Regions from separate parts of the Sus scrofa genome. Here region 1 is linked to region 2. A link is a contact called in public HiChIP or PLAC-seq data. All regions are on one chromosome and are shown on one strand. The core of a region is the stretch at or near the end of the contact, and the rest is flanking DNA. Distances in the headings are between cores, read along the strand shown.

What was found. HiChIP or PLAC-seq counts read pairs in DNA pulled down with a chosen protein or histone mark.
Region 1: an H3K27ac HiChIP or PLAC-seq map of skeletal muscle shows a contact between it and region 2, with 3 times the contacts expected there. The contact joins two enhancer-like sites. A contact is called at or near these places in 1 of 47 Hi-C or Micro-C datasets (heart right ventricle) and 1 of 2 datasets of contacts at active chromatin or transcription factors (skeletal muscle).

The regions. Positions count from the first base shown.
Region 1 is chr10:28,286,201-28,291,380 of Sscrofa11.1, forward strand. No RefSeq gene overlaps it. Among named protein-coding and RNA genes, the nearest start is that of TRNAD-GUC, 64 kb to the left of the region's middle. Within about 2 kb of position 3,706, at least 15 of the 83 cell types and tissues checked have an H3K27ac peak or open chromatin away from gene starts, as enhancers often do. A contact at or near this core is called in skeletal muscle, where this site is marked.
Region 2 is chr10:28,151,742-28,157,386 of Sscrofa11.1, forward strand. No RefSeq gene overlaps it. Among named protein-coding and RNA genes, the nearest start is that of TRNAD-GUC, 70 kb to the right of the region's middle. Within about 2 kb of position 1,785, at least 14 of the 83 cell types and tissues checked have an H3K27ac peak or open chromatin away from gene starts, as enhancers often do. A contact at or near this core is called in skeletal muscle, where this site is marked.

The sequences.
Region 1 (5,180 bases), core at 2,456-4,955, 140 kb after region 2:
ATGCCAACGCCGGATCCTTAACCCACTAAGTAAGGCCAGGGATCGAACCTGCAACCTCATGGTTCCTAGTCGGATTTGTTAACCACTGATCCATGACAGGAACTCCCAATACGCCCTTTTTGCAAGTCCCGTTATTCTAGGCAATAATCCAGAAGACCACCATCATGATCATACTGAGATGTCCTGACTCCAGCCTTGATGGCTAAGGTTCCCCCAAAGAAAGAAGAATGCGTGTTTGTCCCAGTCCTGATTCCTATCTGAAAACCTGTTTTTCTCCTTTTTACCATAAAACGCCTTGCAATTCTTTCCAATGGGGGGAAGGATGGGACACAGTCTTTAAGGAAAGGAATTAGCCTGCTGTGGCCCCTCTTTGCCTGGCAAAGCAATAAAGCTATATTTTTCCTCCTCTAACCCCAAACTCTGTCTCTGTGTTTCAATTCAGCACCAGCAGACAGAGGCCAAATTTCAGCAACAATAGGAAGTATGCATTCTGCTTGGTGTATCTCTGAAGGTATGCGTTGGTGCTGGGCACTGCATGTGACTCCTGGGGTTGAGCTGCTTCTTTACCAATTCTGAATCCCGCTCAGCAAAAGTGCCAACTCCAAGGCTACTTTCCGATGGATACAGGCCTCCGAGGGCAGGATTCACGGACCTGACACACTCCTGTCTCTTTTCTGCCTGTATCTCTCTTCCTGGCCTCCTTCCATACCCTGATTCACCCCAGCTCCACGGAATTCACAGGAAGCATTTTTTTTTTTTTGTCTTCTTTTTTAAGGCCGCACCCACAGCATATGGAGGTTCCCAGGCTAGTGGTTGAATTGAGGCTGCAGCTGCTGGCCTACACCACAGCCACAGCAATGTGCAATCCAAGCCACATCTGTGCCACAGTTCATGGCAAGTCTGGATCCTTAACCCACTGAACCAGGCCAGGGACTGAAACTGCGTCCTTTGAATATTAGTCAGATTTGTTTCCGCTGAGCCATGGTGGGAACTCCTGGAAGCATTTTACTTGTCTAGAATCTAGGAGCACAGTAGAAGCTAGGTTTGTCAATATTTTTCAGGCATGTGAAGGGAACTAGTGTTTGTGCTGCTACCCCAGGGGACATAGTCTCAGACCAAAGGAAAATAGGTACAGTTTTGAATCTATTCTCTCTCTTCAAGGAACTCATGGTGTCATTGGAAAGACAGCATGTGATATCTTGTGCTATAGATTTGTCTTGAGGCCCACGTGGTGTCATGGCCACTGCAAAATTGTTTGGTGCAAGAATAAGCATCTCCTGTACAGCAGAAATTGATAGAATATGGTAAATCAACTATAATTAAAAAATTAAAGGAGTTCCCTTTGTGGCCCAGTGGTTAACAAACTGGACTAGGATCCAAAAGGATTCAGGTTCAATTCCTGGCCTCGCTCACTGGGTGAAGGATCCGTGTTGCCATGAGCTGTGGCATAGTTTGAAGATGCAGCTCAGATCTGGCGTTGCTGTGGCTGTGGTGTAGGCCAGCAGCTGTAGCTCTGATTCAACCTCTAGCCTGGGAACTTGCATAAGCTGCAGGTGCAGCCCTAAAATAGCAAAAATAAAGAAAAATAAATTTAAAAAATGAGTGTCTAAGCATGCCTGGGATTGTTGATCATTGTGAGCATATAGTTCTGAATAATAAGGCCCACTCTTGCCTGTTCTTAGTTTTTGTTTGTTTGTTTGTTTTATTTTGCCTTTTCTGGGCCACTCCCACGGCATATGGAGGTTCCCAGGCTAAGGGTCTAATCGGAGCTATAGCTGCCGGCCTACACCACAGCCACAGCAACGTGGGATCCAAGCCGCGTCTGCAACCTACACCACAGCTCACGGCAACGCCGGATCCTTAACTCACTGAGCAAGGCCAGGGATCGAACCTGCAATCTCATGGTTCCTAGTCGGATTCATTAACCACTGAGCCACAACAGGAACTCCTCTTCTTAGATTTTTAAGTAAATTTCAGGAATTCAAGGAAATTTCTGTGTCATAATCTCCATAATGTAATTCGGGTGGAGGGTGACACTCTCTTGTTCTTAAGGTAGGATTGGGTGTCGGAAAGCAAGGTCTCTGGAGGTGGGCTCCCTCTTCTGTGAAGTCCACTTAGTCCCCTTTGGTCCCTGTTGACCTGGGGGCTTTGTCACTCAGAAGAGTGAGAGGCAGTGTGTTTCACGGGGTCTGAGCCACAAAGCAGAATTCCTGAAGAGGCAGCCCCATCCCCCACTTTTGGCTTCTCATTCCCACCTTCCGTGGGTCTGTTCCTAGCAACTGTCAGCAGCATATCCACCAGCAGACACAATCTCTGGTGAGCTCAGTTGCAGCCAGGGGGACTGGCATTCTAGAGGGCCGGCTTGGTGCCCATAGCTTTATGTTTGGGTGATAGACTACGTGAACAGTCAGATTATAGCCAATATATATCCAGAGAGCTGACTTATTGCATATAGAGCTGAGTAATTTTTTTTTTTGGGGGGGAGGGCATCCCTGTGGAATTGGAAGTTTCTGGGCTAGGGGTTGAATTGGAGCCGCAGTTGAGGCCTACACCACAGCTGCAGCAACGCCAGATCCAAGCTGCATCTGTGATCTACCCTGCAGCTTATGGCAACGCCAGAGCCTTAACCCACTGAGTGAACCTGCATCCTCACGGATGCTGTGTCTGGTTCTTCAGAGCCATGATGAAACTCCTTGAGTGGTTTTTTTTTAATAATGAGTATTTACAATTTTTCAAACACCAATTATATATATACTATGAGGCTAAATGATGTCTATTGCTTTGCATTCCACCTCAAAACTATGTCTGTGTCGTGTTTTCTCAATTCTTCGTCAAAAACCCCCCTTTGGGGACATCCATACCATGTTTCTTACTATTTAAAAAAAAAAATTTAAGCAAGCACTCATTGGTGCAGATTCTTCAGATAAGAGAGAACAAAGGCCCTGGAGAGGGGTGTGTGGTGGCCACTTTCAAGAACTTTCTCTCAGAGTTCTCATCGTGGCGCAGCGGAAACGAATCCAACTAGAAACCATGAGATTGCCGGTTCGATCCCTGGTCTCGCTCAGTGGGTTAAGGATCTGGCGTTGCCTGAGCTGTGGTGTAGGCCGCAGATGCGATTGGGATCTGGGGTTGCTGTGGCTGTGGTGTAGGCCAGCAGCTGTAGCTCTGACTCAACCCCTAGCCTGGGAACCTCCATATGCCATGGGTGCGGCTCTAAAAATAAAGAAAAGAAAAGAAATGCTGAATTCCTGACTTCCAGCCCCATCTCTGCTGGTCAGGCTTCCTGGCAACTTTTCTTCTAGGTACTCCAGCCGCAATCCCTGCTTTCCCTCAGTTCACCTCTCCCCAGGACAAAGGACCTTTTGGGCAACTTAGATTGTGAAGCCTTTTTCTGCTCCGCCCAACCCCACCATTTCTGGACATAAGGCAGAGACAGATCCTGCTCTGGCATCGGGCAAGGGGTCTCAGTGTAAAACGGTCCCCAAACCACCGCATAGGACCGCCGAAGCCGAGATCAAAGGGGAGGCTAACTCCCCGGCCCTCCCAGAATTTTCCCGGGCTGCCACCTGCTTGCTTCGGAGGCCTCGGTGCTCTGCGGGAAGGCAGGCCCCGGGCGCTCATGTTCACATCTGCTGCGGCCCTAAGGCAGACCTTCTCCTGCCAGGCGGGCCGGGAGAAATGGCTCATGAAACAGATTGTAAAGCCCTGGGCAGTGGCTCGCTCTCCTGTGACTTGGCACTTACGTAGCTTTTTCCACTGGCAGGGACAGAGCAGGAGGCCTGGCGGCCCGCCTCAGATGAAGGCGGCCTCCCCCAAATGGCGGTGGTGAGGCCCCAGTTCTACACCCCCGGCCCCACCTCTCTTTTCCAATATTAAGTGAAACTGTGCTTGACACCCAGGCGGCAGGCTGGAGGCCATCCTCGAGCAACGCGTTCCAAGTGTGAAATGACTTAAATCTGGGCACTTGGTCCCGGGAGGCCAGGGGGTGCGATGCTGGTGCCCAGACAGCGCCGGTCCCCGCGCTGGGTGTGCGTCTGTGTCTCCCGGCTGCCTGGTCAATATCAGGTTGTTTGCGCTGGACTGGCCGCGTGTCCCCCGCGGGTGTCTGAGCTGTAGCCGGTGCACATTTCCGGCCTGCGGGGGATGGGATGCGGGCCAGCACGTTGGGGGCTCCCTGGGCCCCGCACTCACAGCTGTGATGACTTCATGACTCTCCCATGGCCCTGGGGCCGGGGAACAGGGCCGGGATTGTATTCGCAGGCTGCAGGCAGCACGTGTGAAAGGACTGCGTCAGACTGGACCTCCTGCCCTAGTCGTTTTGGAAAATCGCTCTGATCTCCAGCAAAAATTCCCCAGTTGCCTTTCCCCACTCCTCCAAACCCCTTCGATGGGCTGAGTCCATGAGGCCATTCTCAGCCAGGGGAGGGAATGATCAATACTAAACCACCTTTAGGTGGGTTTTTAGGTTTCAGGGGAAGTAAAGACATTTTGCCTTTGAATCTGCCCATGAGCCCAGGTCTGCATTAGAGCAGGAAGGAGATGGCTTGGTTTGGTTTCTTCTAGTAGTTTGCCCCACAAATCCTGGGGTGATTCAGGGGGAGTGATGTCCCAAGACATCCCCCCCACCCCCCACTCCCAACTCCCATTTTACCAAAGTCCAGATGGTGGGAGAATTGAGATTGAGATCCTGGGTGATGTGACTGTCAATTAATTCCCTAATATTGTGCAGGGTGGGGGTGATAGGGATGGAGTAGGCACAGGTAGTTGTAGAAGTCCCAGGAAAGGATCATGGATAGAGAGGGAAATTGCTCAAGAAAGCCATCAGAATAAGGCAGGCTTGCTTGACTAGGGGAGGCACCTGGGGAGAGGTTGGGTGTGGATGGGATGAGACCTGCATTCAGATTCAGTCTAAGGGCAGGAGTTTGAGGACCACCTTCTGTGGATTTGAATACACACCTTACGGGAGAGGTGGTCTTTTCTGACCCCTAGTCCCCTGGGATGATAAAACTGTAGCCCACTGGATCCTGAGAGCTGAGCCTCCTTGCCTGCCTGCTTGATCTCTCATAAGACACTTTTCTTTTTTTTCTTTTTTTTCTTTTTTTCCTTTTTAGGGCTGCACTCGGGGCATGTGGAAGTTCCCAGGCTAGGGGTCGCATTGGAGCTGTAGCTGCTGGCCACAG
Region 2 (5,645 bases), core at 535-3,034:
TTGGTTACATTGGGAGCTAGCAGTTGAGCTTGGAAACTCAGGTTTGCATATTCCTGTGGGGTTTTTGCTTCCTCATGTTGGTTTTCAGGGGTCGGAATAGCACAGGAGATACTGGGGCAACTGAGGAAGGAATAGAGCCAGCTTTTCCTCAGAAAAGTCACAGAAGTTAGCGTGCTGAGAGGCACTTGGTCTCACAGCCGTGACTGCATGAAGCTGCCAACTGCTGAAGGTGAGGCCCAGGTAACTGTGTGTAGTGGTTTCCAGTGATGGCTTGAACAACACAGATGGCTTAAAACAGAAATTCAGAGTTTCTATTATGGCTCGACATTAACGAATCCAGCTAGTATCCGTGAGGATGTGGGTTCCACCCCTGGCCTTGCTCAGTGGGTTAAGGATCCGGCATTGCTGTGAGCTGTGATGTAGGTCGAAGATGCAGCTCGGATCGGGCATTGCTGTGGCTGTGGTGTGGCTGACAGCTGAAGATCTGATTGACCCCTAGCCTGGGAACTTCCAAATGCCGCAGGTGCAGCCCCCAAAAGACAAACACACAAACCACCCCAAACAGAAATTCATTCTCTCACAGTTCTGGATGGCAGCCGTCTGAAATCAGCGTCATTGAGCTGAAACCAGGGTGTCAGCATCAGCAGGGTTCTGCCCTCTCCAGGGGTTCTGGGGGTGAGTATGTTCCTTGCCTTTTCCAGCCGTTGGTGGCCACCAGGATTCCTTACCTTGTGGCCGCATCCCCCCCCCCCCCCCGGTCTGCCTCCATGGTCTCCTTGCCGTGTCCCTTTCTGTCTAGGTCAAATGCCCCTCCAGTCTTGCTTTTATAAGGATACATGTGCAGACTTCCCATCATGGCTCAGGGCCAATAATCTGACTCATACCCATGAGGACCCAGGTTAAGCCCTCCCCCTACTCAGTGGGTTAAGGATCTGGCATCACTGTGAGCTGTGGTATAGGTTGAAGACATGGCTCAGATCTGGCATTGCTGTGGCTCTGATGTAGACCAGCAGCAGCAGCTCCAGTTAGACCCCTAGCCTGGGAACTTCCATATGCTGCAGGTGTGGCCCTAAAAAGACAACCAAAAAAAGAGATACATATACTTGCATTTGATAATCCAGAATAATCTCCCCACCAAAAAAAGATACATATGCCTGCATTTGATAATCCAGAATAATCTCCCCATGTTGTGATTACTAATTTAATCACATCTGCAAAGACCCTTTTTCCTGTAAGGTGACGCTTCCTGGTTCCAGGGCTTAGGACCTGATATGTTGGGGCTGTGATCGAACCTCTCATAGACCGAGCCTGGATCCATGATGCTGACATCATTTATTTCTGGCTGACAAAGGACATGGCTGCAGGCAAGAGGCCACAGAAGAGAGTCTTCCTGCTCTCCAGACATGGGGTGAAATGTCATAATCAGTGTCTGGCAGAACAAAGGACTGAAGGACAAAGCTTGAGCAATACACAGCTCTGGAGTGACCACACTGGCGTGCTTACTGCTGAGTTTGTTTATGGGAGGAAAGAAAACAGCCATGTTGGGAGCCATGGGGTGGTTTTCATATCCTGGAAGTTATGTAGAAATAGTGGGACAGGAATGTGTTATTCAGGAGTGTAAAACAATTTCTCGTTCAAACAGATCGAAAGCCTTGAGTGGTGAAAAATCCTCCCAGAGAGGAGACATGTAAAATGCCCTGCAAAAGGCTATAACTGTGGCCCTTTGGGAACAAAGACTCCCATGGTCCCCAGCCTCTTGTTGATTTTACCCCATGGAGCCTGGTTGTCGGAGAAGCAAGGAGGTTGGGGCATCCGGCTGGGGTAACTAGACGATGCGGCAAGGAAGCGTCCTCCTTCTGACCTCCTTTATGAGTCAGGAAAGGAGGGCAATGAAAATTCCTGGTTAGGGAGGTCCCATCGTGGCGCAGCAGAAATGAATCTGGCTAGCATCCTTGAGGACGCAGGTTCGTCCCTGGCCTCGCTCAGAGGGTTAAGGATCCGGGGCTGCCGTGAGCTGTGGGGTAGATCTCAAACATGGCTCAGATCTGGTGTGGCTGTGGCTGTGGTGTAGGCCTGCGGCTACAGCTCTGATTGAATCCCTAGCCTGGGAACCTCCATATGCCGTGGGTGTGGCCCTAAATAAAATAAAATAAGATTCCTGGTTAGTGGAAACTACACATTCTTGTTCATTTCCTTGCTTTAGATGAAAGAACATGCCACAGTACTGCTCCCCGCTCCACATAAATCAATGACAGTAGCCAACCTGGATCTTCTCTTGTAAACTGCAGACGCATCAGTTGGCATGGGCAGCAGAGATGCTTCTAGCGTCTGAGAAATTGGGGTGAGGGTCATCGTGGAGATTTTCCAAAGGTAGGTCAAGAGCATCTCTAAGTTTCCCATGGGCCTTGATAACTATTTTAAGCATTTGAAAACACTTTTTTTTTTCCCCCCTTACAATGACCAGCTATTGTCTCTCAAAATTCTGGAACTCCCCGAAGGTTCAAATGCTCACTTCTCTTCTCCTCCTTCCTTCTTCCTTCCTGGCCATCATCAAGAATCATGAAATCAAGTAGGTTCTAGAAATGTTCAGCCAATGATCCTTACCCAGCCCCAGTTATCCAACAGAGCTCTGGAAACTGATGATTCTAGAATAGAACTACTCACACTGAGGCTGATCATCTGCAGAGTTTCCATTGTGGCTCAGTCGGTTAAGAATAGGACTGGTATCCATGAGGATGTGAGTTCGATCCATGGTCTTGCTCAGTGGGTTAAGGATCTGGCGTTGCCGTGAGCTGCAGTGTAGGTCACAGACATGGCTTGGCATGGGCATTGTTGTGGCTGTGGTGTAGGCCGTCAGCTGCAGCTCACATTCAACCCTTAACCTGGCAACTTCCATATGCTTCACATGTGGCCCTAGAAAAGAAAAAAAAAAAAAGAGGTTGATGATCTGTTTGGCAAAATGGAGTTAAAGGTGAGTGATGGGGAGTTTCCTGGTGGTCTAGTGGTTAGGAATTGGTGCTTTCACCACTGCGGCCCAGGTTCAACCCCTGGTCTGGGAACTGAGATCTCACATCAAGCCATCGCATGCCATGGCCAAAGAAAACCATAATGGGACTGCTAGCCAGTGTCCTATAAAACACTGAATATTCTCCATTAGTTGTGGATTCCTTTTGCTTAAATGACTAACAGCAGCCTTGGTGTTTCTAGCTGAAGGGCTATGCAGTGGGGCATTGTAGTAAAGAAGAGAAAGCCTGGAGTTCCTGGCATGGCTCAGTGGTTAACGAATCCAACTAGGAACCTTGAGGTTGTGGGTTCAATCCCTGGCCTCACTCAGTGGATTGGGGATCCAGTGTTGTGGTAGGTCGCAGACACGGCTTGGATCCCTGCTTTGCTGTGGCTGTGCTGTAGGCCGGTGGCTATAGCTCCAATTGGACCCCTAGCCTGGGAACCTCCATATGCCACAGGAGTGGCCCAAGAAATGGCAAAAAGACCAGAAAAAAAAAAAAAAAAAAAGAAGAGAAAGCTTACAGACTCTATGGGGAATGCTTCTTTGGGTACTCTGGCTCTCTACTCTTTGGTGACTGTTTCGTAGTTAACTTTGTCTTTACATAGTATGAGTTAGACAGCTTGGTCCTAATTTCATTCTAATTTCTTTCTCCTGTAAGGAGATTGGGGCCTCGCTGAAACAAAGCCTTGCTTGGCTCCTATATTCGATTGGCTCACACACTTGTCCCTTGCTTGGTCACGTGGAAGACCTGGCTTAGTCTATTCCAGAGAAAAATTGGCCAAGTAGCTTTGCCTCTCATCTGCACCTCTGGCTAACAGTCTATTGGAACAGGGAGTTCCTCTAATGGCTCCACAGCCACAAATCCAACTAGTATCCATGAGGACAAGGGTTTGATCCCTGGCCTCGCTTAGTGGGTTAAGGATCTGGTGTTGCCGTGAGCTGTGGAGCTATAGCTCTGACTCAGCCCCTAGCCTGGGAACTCCCATATGCTGTGGGTGTGGCCCTAAAAATGAAAAAAAAATATATTGGAACATGAGTTTCAATCAGTCATCTGCTTTTTTAATTCATGCATGAGAAACTATGATTTTTTATTTTCTTCTTTTTAGGGCCTCACCCATAGCATATGGAAGTTCCCACCCAGACAAGGGGTCAAATTAGAGCTGCAACTGCCTGCCTACACCACAGCCACACCATGTCTGCTCCTTAACCCACTGAGCAAGGCCAGGGATCGAACCCACAACCTCATGGTTCCTAGTTGGATTCGTTAACCACTGAGCCATGATGGGAATGCCCCCAAATCTTTTTTTTAAATTAATTAATTACTTTTTTTAATGGCCACACCAGTGGCATATGGAAGTTCCCAGACTAGGGGTCGAGTCAGAGCTGCAGCTTCCGGCCTACACCACAGCCACAGCAACGCAGGATCTGATTCACATCTGTGACCTACACCTCAGCCCTCAGGAAAGCCAGACCCTTTAATCTGCTGAGTGAGGCCAGGGATCAAACCAGCATCCTCATGGATGCTAGTCAGGTTCTTAACCCGTTGAGTCACAATGGGAGCTCCTCCCTGAAAACTCTGATTGAAGCAACTAAAACAACAACGGCACCAAAACATGGTCAATGCTCGTAGTTAAGTTCCTTGAATGACCACTGCCGGCATGTTTTTCTCCTGCTAAAATCTCATCGCTTCTTTTTGACGTGTTAATTCCCTCCCTCCCCTGTTTGATTTGTCAGCAAAGAAATAAGGTGACAACCCTTCTGTAGCAGCTGTCAGGAAAGCATCACAGCCAGTGTGAGTTTTGATGGACATCAATTGTCTGATGGTGACTCTTCCTGGTATGTTTAAAAAAAAAAAGTACTTTTTTTGGTTTCGGTTAGTTTTATAGGCATTTCAAGCTGGAGCCTGCATTTTTCTGTGGTAAGCTCACCCCTCCAGATTCCTCTGGAGACTCGCTAACCTCAGCTACATTCATATTTTATGCGAGCTGAGTTGCACAAGCGTGATGTTGCCGTTCATTTTTTTTTTTTTTTTTTTTTTTTTTGCATTGAAGTACTTTGCTTTCCCCTTTCAGCGACCCCGGGTTTCAGCATCTGGAAACTGGCCTACAAGCTGAGAGCAGAAAAAACCGGCTTTGCAGTTATCGCTTGACAGATGCACACAGTCTGGAAACTGAAGAGATACTGGCTTTGCTTTGTTTGGGTCAACATAGGTGTCAAGTTACTTGCCCTCTATCAATGTGGTTCCTGGGAATGGCATCCCTTCCCGGGAGGTTTTGGGAGGACAAAACAAGACAGCGGACTAGAAGGACCTTGAGCTCACCTCCTCCCACAGGACACCGAAATCATGACTAACACAACCATGGATCAAAAAGACTGGAACCTGCTAAAAAAGATATTCTACATCCAAAGACAAAGACAGTGTTTGGAATACGTGCTATTTGTGCCAAAGGGAGTCTTTAAAAAGATGGCCAACTCCATTTCTTCTTATTCCTTTTTTTTTTTTCTTTTTAAGGCTGCACCTGCGGCATATGGAAGTTCCCAGGCTGGGGGTCTAATTAGAGCTGTAGCTGCCAGCCTACACCACAGCCACAGCAATGACAGATCTGAGCCTCGTCCGTGACCTCCGCTGCAGCTCGAG